Regions from separate parts of the Mus musculus genome. Here region 1 is linked to region 2. Evidence: chromatin contacts called from public HiChIP or PLAC-seq data. All regions are on one chromosome and are shown on one strand. Each heading gives the region's core, a stretch centred on a gene start, on an enhancer-like site or on the middle of the called end of the contact. The rest is flanking DNA. Distances are from core to core; before and after follow the strand shown. Region 1 overlaps Rnf157 (ring finger protein 157). Region 2 holds the start of Srp68 (signal recognition particle 68).

Region 1 (3,046 bases), core at 15-2,514, 100 kb after region 2:
AACCAAATCAAACCAAACAAAAGAACAAAAAAACCAAACAAACAAACAAAAAAACCCTAGGCTTTCCCCATTGGAACTGCCTGTGAGTTGAGAGAAGTGTCTAGGTGTCGGCTCTTCAATGTCAAAGAAGGAACAATACACTCTCAGTTTTGGGATGTATTTCCCTTGCTGGGCTGTTTTATGCAGCAAAGCAACAATTTTTTCTGCAAAGTCAAAAAACAATTCATAAAAGTAGTTTTTCGGGCTGGAGAGCTGGCTCAGAGTTAGGGTCCTTCCTGCCCTTGCAGGGAGCCAGGGCTCAGCTGGCAGCACCTGCATGGTAGCTCACATCTCTAACTCCAGCCCCTGGGCATCTGCACCCTCTCCTGGCATCCATGGGCTCCTGCACACACATGGTGCACATAAGCTCACCCAGGCAAACACACATATGTACACAAAAACATTAAAATTGGGCTGGAGAAATGGCTCAGGGGTTAAGAACACTGACTGCTCTACCAGAGGTCCTGAGCTCAATTCCCAGCAACCACATGGTGGCTCACAACCATCTGTAATGGGATCTGATGCCCTCTCCTGGTGTGTCTGAAGACAGCGACAGTGTACTTAGATATAATAAATAAATAAATCTTTAGGCCAGAGGGATTGAGCGAGGTCGTCCGGAGCGAGCCGAGGTTCTGAATTCAAATTCCCAGCAACCACGTGAAGGCTCACAACCATCAGTACAGTTACAATGTACTCATGTACATTAAATAAATAAATAAATAAATAAATAAGTAAGTAAATAAATCTTAAAAAAAAAAAATAAGATACAGCTGAGGACTATGTTCCACAGTTAGCTCACTCTTAGCTCTGCCTTCTACAAAAAATAAGCATATAACTAATTTCTGTATATCAGAGCTCCTAAGCCACTTGCTCATGGACTGGCTAGAAAATGAAGTAAGTATGCCACTTAGAGATGTTGTTAAGACTTTTTGGCCCAGAAGGGCTTTTATAGCCTTCAGTAGAAAGTAGAACTGTCTCATTAAAATTTATATATCTTTAAAAGTAGAAAATTCTCTGGGTGTGGTGGTACATGTAACCCTAACATTCAGAAGGCAGAGGCAGAAAGATCACAAGTTCAAGGCCTGAATCACACCAAAAAAGGAAAAGAAAAAAAAAAAAGGCAGAAAAATGAAGCAAAATTTTCTTTGAACTGCAACAGTAGTAAGCACTGTTTCCCGTAAGGGACCACGACGGCAACAGGAAGCGGGTGAGAGTGTCCGTGGTTTCTAAGACATTTCGAGGAAATTCCTGCAGCCAGATGCTTCAGAGCTCATCTGCCCAACACCACAGCTGCCCTGGGCTCTCAGTGGCACTTTCCAGAGAGACTCCCACCACACAGCACCTTTCCCCACGATCCTGTAAGAGTGTCTGAGCCCAGCTTGCCACCTTCCTAGTGCACCACAACTCTGTGTGTGTGTGTGTGTGTGTGTGTGTGTGTGTGTGTGTGTGTGTGCTATTCTGGGACATTATATTCTGGAGGGGAAAACCCACTTTTGGGCCACTTGCATGATGAAACCAGTACAGACAGAAATATATACTGGCAGTGTGTGCCCCAGGGTGACTCACTAGACTGAGTATTGCCTCTCAGACCACATGTGCACAATTAACACTCACAAATATAACTGAAAAAAGAAAGGTCACCAGGTAGATCTGATTTCTTTTGTGTGACAAGGGCACACGCCGTGCAGCCTGGCTGGTCCAGAACTCACTATGTAGACCAAGGTGGTCTTGAACTTTTAGCATCCTCTCTCTAGTCTCTGCCCCGTGAGTTCTGGGTGGGCCACAGGACTGGACCTGAGGGACACACTTACTTATTAAGTTGTCTTGCTACTTAGTATTTCTTAAGCTAACTGATTTAATTACCAGGGGTGACATCGGAAGTCAGGTCAGGGCGTTGCCTCTGTTCTCCCACTGACTTGACGGAGGACACTCAGACAAGTCATTATAAATGTCCCTGGACATCAGTGTCCCCATCTGTAGAACAAGAATTACAGCTCCTGTGTATCTTAAAGGGAAACTGAGATCAAATGAAAATGCTTTGAAAGGCATGTCACCAGCGATCAGCAATGGTGACATGATCCTCAATAGCACATTCTACCTGGGATACATGCTTTGTTTCTTACATTATTTTTGTCTTTCATAATGCCCACACATATACACACACATATACATAATTAAAAATATCAAAAATAAATCTTTAAAAATAATGTATAGCTGGGCAGTGGTGTGACACACGACTTTAATCCCAGCACTTAGGAGGAAGAGGTAGGCGGATTTCTGAGTTCGAGGCCTGTCTGATCTACAGAGTGAGTTCCAGGACTACCAGGGCTACACAGAGAAACCCTGTCTTGAAAAAACAAAAAAAGCAAAACAAAACAAAAAGTACAAATGAAATATAAGCAATTAAGTATCTCATCTATAAATCCCTGAGCACTTGGAGTAAACACAATTAGACTGTACATTACTTTGCTGTGACCCTGGAGAGACTGTGTCTTCCCAGAAATATTTACTCTGTTTGAGACGCAAACTTCCAACAGAGACATAAATTCCAACTCTGTCAAGGTATTAGCACATGCGTTCAATCCCAGCACTCAGGAGTTTGAAGCAGACAGAGATCCGTGAGTTCTAGATTAGCCAGGACTGCACGGTAAGACACTGTTTTAAAAGAGAGAAAGATAATGTTTCAGTTAGGGTCCCCATTACTGTGGCTAACCATGACCAAAAGCAACTTGTGGAAGACAACATTTAATTCAGCTTACAGCTGTCAGCCTGAGAGAAGTCACACGATGAGGCATTTTCTCAGTAGAGCTTCTGCTCCTGAGATGACTTCAGCATGTGACAAGGTGACAAACAAACAAAAATAATTAATTAATAAAACCAAGATTTCCAAACCCCCCAAAACCTTGAGTTGGTCGTCCCTTCCTGTCACTCGGGCGATGGCAGCCAAGGATCTGTTTCCTACCCTCATAGGTTGGCTCTCTGCAGATGACAAGACACATTAGGTGGG
Region 2 (3,082 bases), core at 48-2,547:
AGCAACATTTAAAAGTATTTAAAATAACACGTTAAAAAAAAAAAGCCACATGCTATTAGAACCACACAAATGATATATAAGCTAATACAAACCAGAAAATGTTTCCTGAGGGTTGGGAAGACTGCTCAGCTGGTAAAGGACTTGCTGTTAGCAAGCATGAGGTCATGTTGGGATCTCCCCAGAACCCACGTAAAAAGGCCATACTGTTGTTTGCACACGTAATCCCACAGCTGGGATGGCAAGAGACAGAAAGATCCCTGGAGCCCACTGGCCATACAGTCTATTCCAAGTAGTGAGCTGCACTTTTGGAGGGAGACCCAGTCTCAAAGGTAGAGAATTAGGAAGACGTTGACCTGTGACCTGCAGACACAGCACCAGCGCTTACACCTACACCCATACCCATGCGGACTTGGACACTCAAAAAAAAAAAAAAAAAAGTAACTCCTACAGTTCTTCGAGAAGAGTCCAACAAGATAAAATGCCTTACAGACCTACTTTTGAAAAAACAAAAAACTATACACATGATATTAACAAACTAAAGTAACTACTATTCAAAACAGGTAAGCAGCAGCTTTCCTGGAGAGCACTCTCCCTCCATTTTCAAAGCATCTCGCTGTTTTATGACCCAGGGTTCGACAGCTGTCCGACAACAGCTCCACGCTGAAATGTCAAGGCTGCAGTTTCCCCTCCACAGTCCGGTGGCTCAAGGTACCGACCAGGAGCTCTGTGGGGTGGGCAGGGTGTCAACCCCGGCTCAGCCCTCCAACTGGACATCTGAGGGGCACAGAGGGAACCCTGCCTACCATCTCTATACCCCTTGCAAAAACAAGCTCCGGAAAGCCAGGACGAGAGGCAAACCATGCACACGGGAATGCCGAAAGTGAAGGGCAGGAGGCAGCGGCGCACCTCGGCTCCGCAGCCCGGTGCTGGCCCCCGCCGCCTCGCCCGCCCCCAGCCCTCCGAGCGACACGTAGTCATTGCGAGTTAGGCCACCGCTCGAGGATACTCTCCAAACTCAGGCTGTCCCCGAACTCTTTGTTTGCCTTCGATCCGGCTGAAGGGCGTTCGTTTTCTTTATTCTCGTCTCCTCCGGCACTGCGTCCGCCACCGCTCCCTCCGCCGCCGCCGCCGCTGCCGCTTCCACCACCACCACTACCACCACCCGGGATCTGCTTCTCAGCAGCCATCTTGCCCCTGAGCCGCAAAGCACGATGGAACGGAGCAGGCGAGACGACCAGCGGCGAGAGAGAGCGGCACTTTCCAGGCTGGGCCGATGGTACACTGACGGACTCCGCCGCAGACCGCGGATGTCTTGGGCCTCTGTGGTGTGTTGGTGTGCGCCTGCGCCTCCTGGGTTGAATTCGTGGCTGTTGCTGGGTCTCCGCATTTCTAAGGATTAGCCTCGCTTCAAATCTACCAAGGATAGGAGGACCCGAGAAAGATGCCCACCTCATGCATCCTTGCACCCAGAGAATGGTAGTGTACGCCTTTAATCCCAATACCGAGGAGGCTGAGGCTGGAGGATTGCCTCGAGTTGAGGTCAGTCTGGGTTGCACAGTTAGACCTTATTTAAAACACACACACACACAGACACACACACACACACACACACGAAGAGGCCTCGGTCAGAAGGCAGTGTCCCCAATAGGAGCTTGAGACCCGTGGCCTCCTCTAGATCATGTGACCATCCAAGTATGACTTTTATTAATCTTTGCGGGCGAGTACACCAGGAGTCTCAGTCTTGTGCCAATCACGGCAGGTGAAAAGAAGCTGGCCGCGTAACTCAGTCTACCCTTTTGTGTTACTAAAGGAGGTTGCAAAAAAATGTATGACTCCAACCCTTCCCCCCATCGGAGTTCAGAGATCAGCTAGTGTGGAGTACTAGTTCTCCAGCAAAAATATCAAGGAAGACTGGGCCTGGGCAGATGGCTCAGTGGTTAAGAACACTGGTTGCTCTATCAAGATGATCTGGGTTTAATTTTTAGCACGAGAATGGTGGCTCAAAACCATCTAGAATTCCAGTCCCAGGGATCCAACCCTCTTCTGGCTTCGTAGTCTACAAAACACATGTACACAGACATACGTGTAGACAGAATGTTCATATACATAAAACAAAATAAAAATAAAGGTTAAGGCTTTTGAAAACAAAAAATTAGACAAACTGCTTTCAGAAGGTGGGAGGCAAAAACTAACCTCAAAAAGTGGTCCTCCGAATTACACTCACATACTGAGCTGTGAAGCATGGGCCTGCACACACACACACCTAAACAATAAGCCATGGAGATGGCCCAGCAGGAAAAAGAACTTGCTATATAAACTTTTTAAAAAAGATTTTTATTTATTTATTATTATATCTAAGTACACTGTAGCTGTCTTCACACACAGATCTCATAACAAATGGTTGTGAGCTACCCTGTGGTTGCTGGGACTTGAACTCAGGACCTTTGGAAGAGCAGTCAGTGCTCTTAACCACTGAGCCATCTCTCCAGCCCCCACCTCTTTTTTTTTCAAAGATTATACTAAAGGTGGTTTATTGGGAAGCTGCTCTCTGACTGAGTTCACAGACCCCAAGAACTGAGGCCAAGTCAGTTGCCATGAGGAAAGGGGGAGGGGAGAGGAACGGAGGCCTGCAATCCCAGGGTGCAGCTAAAAATACAAATAAATGGTGTCTTAGAGTTTCTGCTGATGTGATAAAACATGGTGGTTTGAATAGGTCTGGCCTCCATAGACTCATGTGTTTGAATGTTTGGCCCATGAGGAGAGGCACTATTAGGTGTGGGCTTTAAGGTCTCTTTGCTCAATCACACCCAGTGTGGAATTAGAGCCTCCTCCTAGCTGCCTGTGGAAGACAGTCCCCTTGTCCCTTCTTGGCTTCTCCAGCCCCATGTCAGACTGTGTGCTGCCATGCTTCCCACCATGATGATAATGGACTAAACCTCTGAACCTGTAAGCTATTCCTCACTAAATGTTGTCCTTTATAAGAGTCACCTTGGCCACGGTGTCTCTTCACAACAATGGAAACCTAAGGCAAACATCATGATCAAGAGCAGATTTGAGAAGAAAGGGTTTATTTCATCTTAAC

The links. HiChIP or PLAC-seq counts read pairs in DNA pulled down with a chosen protein or histone mark.
Region 1: a contact with region 2 is called in an H3K4me3 HiChIP or PLAC-seq map of the SCID.adh cell line, with 11 read pairs. The contact joins the enhancer-like site here to the promoter of Srp68 in region 2. A contact is called at or near these places in 1 of 39 promoter capture datasets (hematopoietic stem and progenitor cells), 4 of 115 datasets of contacts at active chromatin or transcription factors (the SCID.adh cell line, embryonic stem cells and extraembryonic endoderm stem cells) and 3 of 9 other capture datasets (adipose tissue, liver and pancreatic islet).

What each region holds. Positions count from the first base shown.
Region 1 is chr11:116,376,002-116,379,047 of GRCm38.p6, forward strand. The region is part of intron 2 of Rnf157 (ring finger protein 157); the gene reads right to left. Among named protein-coding and RNA genes, the nearest start is that of Rnf157, 36 kb to the right of the region's middle. Within about 2 kb of position 1,265, at least 87 of the 459 cell types and tissues checked have an H3K27ac peak or open chromatin away from gene starts, as enhancers often do. A contact at or near this core is called in the SCID.adh cell line, where this site is marked.
Region 2 is chr11:116,272,920-116,276,001 of GRCm38.p6, forward strand. Srp68 (signal recognition particle 68) reads right to left here and starts at 1,298. Exons shown (of 16, transcript NM_146032.3): 1 at 1,007-1,298. The coding sequence starts at 1,187.